Linked DNA regions of Sus scrofa: region 2 is linked to region 1. Evidence: chromatin contacts called from public HiChIP or PLAC-seq data. All regions are on one chromosome and are shown on one strand. Each heading gives the region's core, a stretch centred on a gene start, on an enhancer-like site or on the middle of the called end of the contact. The rest is flanking DNA. Distances are from core to core; before and after follow the strand shown.

Region 1 (5,325 bases), core at 1,119-3,618:
TGTGACCACTAATAGTGATGACAGGGATATTTAGTGTCAATGTTGATGATTCTATCTTCAAATTAGAAGTGAGTTTATTTAAGAATAACCACTGTCTTTACAAGTGGTATGTAAATGTTTTTAAGATGGAAATGTTCAAAGTGCTAAATCATTGGGGAAGGAAGCAGTACATTTCTGTTTGGTCCTCTGTTCCACTGTCTGTCTTATTAGGGCCCCAAGAAAGAGTTAAATGTGTGTTTAATGAAAAGGGAAGTAGCAAGGAAACAGGGGCTACAGACAGGCTGACCATCCATGGGTGACAGCTTGAATGTGTGTTGATCAGTCAACCAGAAGCATCACTATCTATTGGCCTGTGATGCTGTCTCTGAAACCTCCCCACTGCCTCCTTTGATAGGATGGAGGACGAGAGGCCCTGCTGCTCCCTCCCTCAGCCCCTCACACCAGCTTCTCTACCCCTTGGCTCAGGTTGCAGAATGAATAGGATGCAGGTGTCCCTATTCAGAGTCTGCTTACTAAGCAGAATGAAAGGGGAGAAGCAAAGTTCAGCCCCACATGTGCAAGGAAGCAAATGGCTCTCCAGGGGAGAGAGAAAATCCCAGCAGCCAGCATTTGTGAAGGCAGGGCTGTGTGCTGGGGGAATATTTCATTCAAATGAGCTCAGGAGGCAGCAAGGGGGTGGGATTAATATACGATTCCCCTCAAATTGTGAATCTAAGGAAACCAAGAGAGGTGAATCCTTTTCCATCCCTGTTAGGATCCCCCCAAAGAACAGGACTTTTCATTTCCCTTTGTGCATCTATCTCTATTAATTAATAACTGGAAACATGCCAACCTCTCAAGTGTCTTACTCACATCTGGGCTGAGCAGGTGAAATTGCTCAGGGTTCTCCTGCCCTTGGACAATGTCAAGCTTGTAACTCATACAAGTCTCACAAACTGACCCTATGCGGATCAGGATGCAAAGAAGTAGGAAGGGCACATGTCACCGAGGTAGTGGTTCTAGTATCTGAAAGCACGAGTTGGGAGAATTCTTTTAGATAAGCCCATAGATGAAGAGTGTCCTACTTGGATTTAGAGGGACGTGAATTTTCCACCCACCAATGACATCCCATGCTCTGTGCCTCCCTGTACACTGTTCCTTTGTGTAGCAGCTTCTGTCATCATTTCTCCTGGAGAGCACTTGCTCACCATCCAAAATGCTTCCCAAACACTCTGCTCCTCTGAGAAGCCTCCCTGGGCCTCCCCAAGCATCAAACCATTTCATCGTCCTTGATTCCAAATCCACGTATTTATAGATCCCTCTACTCTGCTACTCTAGAATCTGCTCACTGCACTGAAATGACTGAAATTCTCTCTGCGTGTCTCTCTGTCTCTGTCTCTGCCTCTCTGAAGACATGGATGTCTCTGGCCTGGGGGACTAACTGTGTATTTGGCCCACAGCTAGTCATCAATGGGTATTTGTTGAACGAATGAAGGGTGAACCACCAGATACATCAGAAGGCCATGTGGGATTGCAGAGCTGGGACATCGAAAGAAAGAACTCATTAATCCATCAGCTTAGCAGGTCAGGTGGCTGTCTCCTGGCACAGAGCAAAGGCCTGAAAAAAAAAAATGAGATGATGTCAGAGGGAAGGGATTTTAGGCCTGACCTGGATTATGCTTGGAAGGCACACCTTAGCAGGAACCCTGGATGGCCAGGACCCAGTGCCAGCAAAATGTGCCAAAGCCCAGACCATTCCCAGATCCATTTTATCAGCTACTTTTCCAATAGAACCTTCCTTTAGGGCGATGCTCTCCAATAGGAATATGATACTGACAGGAACATGATAAGATTTCCTAGTACTGACATTTAAAAAGTAGCAAGAAATGGGTGTACTTAATTCTCAATGGATCTTATTTGATGCAGTTTTTTCTAGAATACTATTTTCATGTGTGATCAATGTAAACATCATAAATGGGACATTTTGGACTCTATTTCATACTAATTCTTTGAGGTCACAGATGTGGTTTGGATCCTGTGTGGCTGTGGCTGTGGCTGTGGTGTAGGCCGGCAGCTACACCTCCAATTCGACTCCTAGTCTGGGAGCTTCCATATGCTGAAGGTGTGGCCCTAAGAAGAGAGAAAGAAAGAAAGAAAGAAAGAAAGAAAGAAAGAAAGAAAGAAAGAAAGAAAGAAAGAAAGAAAGAAAGAAAGAAAGAAAGAAAGAAAGAAAGAAAAAGAAGAAAGAAAGTTAGTTATGCATCTTAAAAGCTGTGAAGGGGAACTGCCAAATTGTCCTCCAATTTATAGTCTCACCAGCTGTGTATGAGAGTATCGGTTTCCCCCAGAAATAACTCTGGATATTGTCAGTTGCAGTTTTTGGTTAGCAGAGCAATTTTAAGTCATCACCAGGCATTTTTCCCTTCCCTCAAGGAGAGGCAGAGGGGGAGGTTGTGTGTATGGCTATAAAAGATCAGGTATTTTAACTTGTAGATCCATAAAGGAGTCCCCCTGCATCCCCACATACCCCCCATATCACTTCCACAAAGAATACGTTGGTGAAGTGTTTTTTTAACCTATGAGTTTACTTAATGAGTCAATCTCTATATTGTGGGGGGGGGGGGGGAATTGCTGCTGCACTCGAAGCACATGGAGGTTCCCATGCTAGGGGTCTAATTGGAGCTACAGCTGCCAGTCTATGCCTCAGCCACAGCAATGCCAGATCCAAGCTGCATCTTCGACCTACACCACAGCTCACAGCAACGCCGGATCCTTAACCCACTGAGCAAGGCCGGGGATTGAACCTGCATCTTCATGGCTCCTAGTCGGATTTGTTTCTGCTGCACCACAATGGAAACTCTGAATGAGTCAGTCTCTTAAATTGAGGCAGCGCATGCCTCATAGCCAAGTGTGTAGAGGACCCTATGCTTAAGAGCACAGCCTGGCATGTGTTATGTATGTAATACCTCTGTAGCCACTGCCAGATCTAGACCAGGTGCATTTCCAGAACCCCAGAAATTCCACACTTACTAGCTCTCTCCCCATAGTAAGCCCCCTCTTGACTTCTGCCACTATTGATTAACTTTGCCTGTTGTTGAACTTCCTACAAATGAAATTGTGAAATATGTCCTCTTTGGGTCTGGGATCTATCATGTAATGTTGTTTGTGAGATTCATTCATGTTGTCACAGGATACAGTGTGTTCCTTTTCATCTTACATCAGGTGTGTTATTTTTCGTTGTATGCATAGGCTATAATGTAGTTATCAGTGTTGTTTCTAGCTTGGGGCTGTTTTTCCACATGTCTTTAGCTGGATATATTGAGAATATACCGAAGAGTGGAATGACTGGGTCACAGGCTTCGTGAGTGTTCACTTCTTTTTTTTTTTTTTTTTTTTTTTTGCTTTTTAGGGCCACACTCACAGCATATGGAGGTTCCCAGGCTAGGGGTTGAATCAGAGCTACAGCTGCTGGCCTTCACCACAGCCACAGCAATGCAGGATCCAAGCCCAGTCTGCAACCTACACCACAGCTCATGGCAACAACAGATCCTTGACCGGCTGACTGAAACTTCCAGAGATGGAAACTGTGTCCTCAGAGATACTAGTTGGATTTGTTTCCCCTTTGCCAAAATGGGAACCCTTAAAATCTTTATGATAGTCAACCTTCCAAAGTAGGAACATAAGAATATTTATTTAAGTTTTCTTGAATTTCTCTAAATATTTTACAGTTGTCAGTGTAGAGTTACTGAGCACCTTTGGTTCCTAGATATTTGCCTTTTAATCCTATGTAAATGACATTTTAAATTGAATTTTCTAATTTTTAGTTGCTATAATGACAATTGCATTTTTTAAAATTGACCTTGAATCCATGAAAGATTCACTTTTTTTTTGGTCTTTTCTCGGCATATGGAGGTTCCCAGGCTAGGTGTCTAATCAGAGCTGTAGCTGCCAGCCTACGCCACAGCCACAGCAATTCAGAATCTGAGCTGCATCTGAGACCTACACCACAGCTCACGGCAATGCTGGATCATTAACCCACCAAGCGAGGTCAGGGATCGAACCCGAAACCTCATGATTCCTAGTGGGATTTGTTAACCACTGAGCCACGATGGGAACTCCCAGATTCACTTATTAATTCCCACAGTTTAATGTCTTTGTTCAAAACTGTAGCACCTGTCAGTAGTCACAGCATTATTTCTTATACATTTGCTATTCATTTATCCGTTTATTTTTCTTGCCTTATTGCACTAGATGGGACCTCTAGCACCAGACAGAATAAAAGTGGTGAATCTTCTTTCCAGAAAGGATTCATGTGTGTTTCATAATCTCTCTGTGTTATGCTTGATCTCCTTGAACTTTCCACGCGTTCCTTGACTTTGGACCAAACCCTGTGTGAGGACAGGGATCTATCATTCCCCAAACACCATGCCTGGGGGAAGAGATGGCCATCCAGCCAAAGGTCTGGGTTACCTGGGAGGAGAGAGGAAGCATTTCTCACTGATGGCAGGTTAGAATTTCCCTAGAAACACTTGGGATGCTCCTGGTTGGAGGCTGAGGTGGGGGGTAGGGCAGTGAGAAGGCCAAAAATGGCCAGACTGACATTTTTCCTACCTCCCTGGAGAATTTCTAAAGGAATCATCTTCCCAACCTCTTCCTCTTCCATCTCTGACAGTCACTTGGAGCTCACTGCATTAACCAAAGGCCAATGGAAAATAACAGAGAAAAACAAAAAACAAAAAACCTGGGTCTTTGGTCCAATACCCTGTTGGGTTGGACACAGGAACAAAATCAGCCCTCCTACTGACCTCCTGGGCAACCTCAGGAAGAGTTACCCAAGGAAGAGGACTGGGAGGGGACAGAGGACAGACCAGCTGTCAGTCAGAGGGTTGTAGCCAAACCCACAAGCCCAGAGGGACCTAGGGCTGGGCGCTCTGCCCCTGAGGCTTGGATTCCTATGGAGACGGTCAGACTCAGTTCCACTTACAGCCAAGGCTCCCTTATCCCACGTTAAGGAAGATGTCACTGAGCCTGTCACTGTTCTCTCCAGGCAGCCCCTCACCCAATCTGTCACTGGAAGCCCCCTTGAGGACAGATATGTCCACCACGTGATGGACACAAGCCAGGCGTAGCTGGAGCCTCCCTGGGCTGGAATACTTGGTCACTGGCTCTTTCTATCCAGGGCGAACCCTGTTCCTCCCTGCAGAGTGTGCCATGATCCTAGAAGGGACTGTGGCCACACAATGGAGTCACCTGAGAGAGATTTTGTAAAAAAACAAAACAAACAACAACAAAACCATCGGAGTCTGCTCCAAACACCCAGGAATTCTGATGTAATGGGTCTGGATG
Region 2 (5,325 bases), core at 1,610-4,109, 140 kb before region 1:
ATGAAAAGCACAAGAGAACAACTACCCACCCATTAGAATGTCTTAAAGAGGTAGATGGAAACTATTCCAGTTAGAATGGAAAAGCAATGAGGTCCTACTGCACAGAACAAGGAACTCTAGCCAGTCTCTTGGGATAGAACATGATGGGGGATAGTAATGAGAAAAAGAATGTGTGTGTATACATATATGTATGTGACTGAGTCTCTATGCTATATAGCAAAAATTGATGCAATATTGTAAATAAACTATAGTTTAATAAAAAAAAAAGCACTTTGGGAGTTCCTGTCGTGGCTCAGCGGTTAACGATGACTAGGAACCATGAGGTTGTGGGTTCGATCCCTGGCCTCGCCCAGTGGGTTAAGGATCTGGTGTTGCTGTGAGCTGTGGTGTAGGTTACAGACAAGGCTTGGATCTGGTGTTGCTGTAGCTGTGGCGGAGGCCAGCAGCTACAGCTCCGATTAGACCCCTGGCCTGGGAACCTCCATGTGCCACAGGTGCGGCCCTAGAAAAGACAAAAAATAAAAATAAAAATAAAAAAACACTTTGGAATGAATAAGCAGTGGGATCCTGCTGTATAGCAATGGGAACTATGTCTGGTCACTTGTGACAGAACTTGATCATGTGAGAAAAAAGACTGCATACATGTATGTGTCACCTTGCTGTGCAGTAGAAAATCAACAGAACGCTGTAAACCAGCTTAATGGAAAAAATAAAAATCATTATAAAAAAAATAAAACATTTTTTAAAATTAAAATTTTTTTTTTTTTTTTTTTTTTTTTGCCATTTCTTGGGCTGCTCCCGCAGCATATGGAGGTTCCCAGGCTAGGGGTTGAATCGGAGCTGTAGCCACAGGCCTACGTCACAGCCACAGCAACGCAGGATCCGAGCCGCGTCTGCAACCTACACCACAGCTCACGGCAATGCTGGATCCTTAACCCACTGAGCAAGGCCAGGGATCGAACCTGAAACCTCATGTTTCCTAGTTGGATTCGTTAACCACTGAGCCACGACGGGAACTCCTTTAAAAATTAAAAATTTTTAAAAAAGAGAGAAAGAGAGAGAGCGAGGGAAAAAGACATACCAAGCCCATAGCCAGTGTTGGCAAGGACCTAGCAAAGGGACTCACACCGTTGCTGGTGGGAAGGCAAAATGCTGCAACCACTGTGGAAAGCACTTTGGCAGTTTCGAGGCTCCACCCAGAAATCCTATTCCTAATATTTACCCAAGAGAAATGAAAACACATGTCCACAGAAAGATGCGTAGACAAATGTTCATAGAAGCTTAATTTGTAACAGCCCCAAGTGGAAACAACCCTAATTTCATCCACAGGTAAACCGATCAACACACTGAGGTATCATCAGACAATGAAATGCTAGTGAGCCATAAAAACAGAAAACTACTGCTTAGACACAGTGACAGGGATGGATCACAGAAACATTCTGCTGAGAAAAAAAAAAAAAAAAACCCTGACACAGCAAAGGGGCTGTCCTGTATGATTTCATTTATATGAAATTCCAGAAAAGACAGATCTAATCTATAGTGACAGAAAGCAGACCAGTGGTTGCCTGGAGCTGGGGTGGAAGGATTGAGTGGGAAGCAGTACAAGGGAATTTTCTGGGGTGAAGCCCATGATCTGTGTCTCGACTTGGGTTACTTGGGTGTACAAACTTGTCAGAACTCATCATGTACATTTTGAAGTAGGTGTGTTTTATTGAATTAAACCCAGACCTCAATGAAGTTGATTGGAAAGAAAAAAAAAAAAAAACATTTAGGGAGTAGAAAATACTATGAAACACAAAGACCAAGTTGGGAGAAGTCTGCATATAGACCCAGAGAGAGGTTTTCCTGGGAAACCTCAGTCTGCAAAGTGGGTTCATCTTCTTGGAGATGCTGGTCCTTCTCAGAGCTGCCCCAAGGTCTTGCTGGGACCTGGCTGCGTATTGATGGCTTCCTTGAGTCCCCTTGTATGTGCTGAGTCTGGGGAGCTGCTGAGAATTCTGTTTCAGCTCTTGTTGGAGGACCTCGCCTCCTCTTCCCAGCTCTGGTCTGCTGCCCGATTGCACTGCTGCCACCTTCCATTCTTACACCTTCCCATGACTTCCAGGGTAAGCTCACTGGCCCACCCAGGTTTCCACCTGAGGCCCAAGGCTTTTCAGATTCCACAGACCCAGGCAGCATAAACTATTCTGCCTTTATTTGTCTTCTTTTTCTCGTCTCCCACTTGCTTTGTCTTTCTCAACTCCCAAGTCACGTTTTATTTCTGTTGGACTCTTCTAGAATCTTCTCCCTTCTCAGTTCCTACCTCCTGATTCCAAGGCTCAACATCATGGCAACAGGGCATGTGGGAAGATTTGGGATTTCCCCTTGGAGTTCAGAGTGGCTTAGGACCCAGGAAAGAATGGGGTGGCCCCCACCGAGCCAGCAGCCACCAACGCGATGCCTGTCATATTGAGATATATATATTTTTAATCATTTATTTATATATGTATTTTTTCCTACTGTGCAGCATGGGGACCCAGTTACACATATATGTATACATTCTTTTTTCTCACGTTACGTGTTCCATCATAATTGATTAGACAGAGTTCGCAGTGCTACACAGCAGGATCCCATTGCTAATCCATCCCGCAAGCGACATTTCAATGAACCCTTCCTCCAAGGACTGGCGCTTGGCCCTTTGTCCAAAAATAACCTATTGAAATGTGATTGCGGGCAGAGCTAAGGAGTAGAGTTCAAACTCCTTAGCTCTGCCCGCCAGGCCATCTCAATGTAGTCACATTCCTGGAAACCTGGCCCTAGCCTGTCCTCTCTCCCAACCCCACTTGGTCACACTCAAGCCTCTGCTGAAAAGTGAGCATGAGTCATTCCTCACCATCGCAGTTACGGCACTTATCCCAGAGTCCCATGGGGACTCAACTATCCGACCTTCTCACCATGAAAACATCCAACAAGTCAGAGAACCTTTAAATTAAAAAAAAAAAAATTTTAAATTGCTGTTCCCATGGCATATGGAAGTTCCTGGGCCAGGGATTGAATTTGAACCACAGCTGCAACAATTTAGGATACTTTAACCCACGGAGCTGGATGGGGATCAAACCCATACCTCTGAAGCAACCCAAGCCCTGCAGTGGGTTTCTTTCTTTTTCTTTTCTTTCTATTTTTTTTTCTTTTGTCTTTTTAGGGCTGCACCTATGGCATATGAAAGTTCCCAGGCTAGGGGGTCTAACAGAATATGCAGTTGCCAGCCTACACAACAGACAGCAATGCCAAATCCAAGTCATGTCTGTGACCTACACTACAGCTCGTGGCAACACCAGATCCAAGGAACCCACTGAGCGGGGCCAGGGATTGAACCCACATCCTCATGGATACTAGTCGTGTTGGTTACCACTGAGCCACAATAAGAACTCCCCCCCTCTTTTTAAATTTCTTTCTATGGCTGCACCTGCAGCACATGGACATTCCCAGGCTAGGGACTGAACTGGAGCTGCAGCTGCTGGCCTATGCCAGGGCCATGCAACATCAGATCTGAGCCGCATCTGAGAACTATGCCATAGCCTGTGGCAACAATGGATCCTTAACCCACTCACTGAGTGAGGCCAGGGATCAAACCCAAATCCTCAGGGATATCATGTCATGTTCTTAACCTGCTAAGCCATGACAGTAACTCCATGCATAACAGATTCTTTTTTTCTTTTTTTTTTTTTGTCTTTTGTCTTTTGTTGTTGTTGTTGTTGTTGTTGTTGCTATTTCTTGGGCCGCTCCCGCGGCATATGGAGATTCCCAGGCTAGGGGTTGAATCGGAGCTGTAGCCACCGGCCTACGCCAGAGCCACAGCAACGCGGGATCCGAGCCCTGTCTGCAACCTACACCACAGCTCATGGCAACACCGGATCGTTAACCCACTGAGCAAGGGCAGGGACTGAACCCGCAACCTCATGGTTCCTAGTCGGATTCGTTAACCACTGCGCCACGACGGGAACTCCCATAACAGATTCTTAACCCACCTCCCCACAGCAGGAACTCCCACCTGATCTTTTATAACTCCCGTGCCCAACACTGCTTCTAACCCATAGTAAGCACTCAGTCTTTATTATTACGATGCTTCGTGCATGCTTGGTGCTCTAAGAGACTCAAAGACTGCCTAAGGCTTGATTTCCATCTCATGGAGCCCACAGGCCAGATGGAGAGATGGACCTCTGGACAACTGTAAAGCACATTACCCTGCAGGATAAGTGCTTCGTTAAATGTTGGCAGGAAAAACAGCCAGGGAGGAGGTGGCAAGTCACACTATTGGCACAGGTGTTTGAATTTACCTAATAATAACAGCTCATTTTCAGTGAGTGGTTTCTCTATGCCAGGGACCAGCTAAGCGTTTACACATTGTATCCATTTCCTCTGGCTGCTGTAACAAAGCACCAGAAACAGGATGGCTGGAGACAGCAGATGTTTCTTCTCTTCTAGTTCTGGAGGCTGGAAATCAAAAACCAAGGTGTAGGAAGGGCCCCACTCCCTCTGAGGCTTCTTGGGGAGAACCTGTCCTTGCCCGGATGGTCCAGCTTCTTTCTGGTGGTTGCTGGCAGTCCTTGGTGCCTTTGTTCTCCTTGGCTTGTTGCTGCTTTGCTCCAATTTCTTTCTTTCTTTCTTTCTTTCTTTCTTTCTTTCTTTCTTTCTTTCTTTCTTTCTTTCTCTCTCTCTCTCTTTCTCTCTCTCTCTCTCTCTTTCTTTCTTTCTTTCTTTTTCTTTCTTTCTTTCCTTCCTTCCTTCCTTCCTTCCTTCCTTCCTTTTTTTTAGGGTGGCCGCAGAGGCATATGGAAGTTTCCCGGGCTAAGGGTCTAATAGGAGCTGCAGCTGCCGGACTGCGCCACAGCCACAGCAACAGCAACACCGGATCCAAGCTGAGTCTGCGACCTACACCACAGCTCTTTGCAACACCAGATCCTTAACCCATTGAGCGGGGCCACTATGCGTGGGTGGGATGGAGGTGGACAGAGGGGAAAGTAGGTAGGAAGGCTGTTGGCACCAGAAGAGGAGCTTTTCCAAATGCACAGGTGCCCTTTCTTGGCTGGGAACCACCGCTATCACCATCTTACTTTAGGCACTGGCCCTTCTCTTGAACTGGAAAATCACCTAGGTAACACATTACTTATATTAAATACTATACAATATTTATCACTCATAACATTATTATTTTAAATCTTCTGAAAAGGCAAATATTAACCACTATCTCAGAAACAATAATTTCAGTGGTCACCAGAGAATATTTTTTGTTTCATTTCATTAAGGTGTAATTGATGTGTAACATGACGTTAGTTTCAGGTGCAC

Evidence for each region. HiChIP or PLAC-seq counts read pairs in DNA pulled down with a chosen protein or histone mark.
Region 2: a contact with region 1 is called in an H3K27ac HiChIP or PLAC-seq map of skeletal muscle. The contact joins two enhancer-like sites. A contact is called at or near these places in 2 of 47 Hi-C or Micro-C datasets (embryonic fibroblasts and skeletal muscle) and 2 of 2 datasets of contacts at active chromatin or transcription factors (alveolar macrophages and skeletal muscle).

Annotation. Positions count from the first base shown.
Region 1 is chr10:41,007,579-41,012,903 of Sscrofa11.1, reverse strand. No RefSeq gene overlaps it. Among named protein-coding and RNA genes, the nearest start is that of JCAD, 100 kb to the right of the region's middle. Within about 2 kb of position 2,368, at least 1 of the 83 cell types and tissues checked has an H3K27ac peak or open chromatin away from gene starts, as enhancers often do. A contact at or near this core is called in skeletal muscle, where this site is marked.
Region 2 is chr10:41,149,440-41,154,764 of Sscrofa11.1, reverse strand. No RefSeq gene overlaps it. Among named protein-coding and RNA genes, the nearest start is that of SVIL, 24 kb to the left of the region's middle. Within about 2 kb of position 2,859, at least 3 of the 83 cell types and tissues checked have an H3K27ac peak or open chromatin away from gene starts, as enhancers often do. A contact at or near this core is called in skeletal muscle, where this site is marked.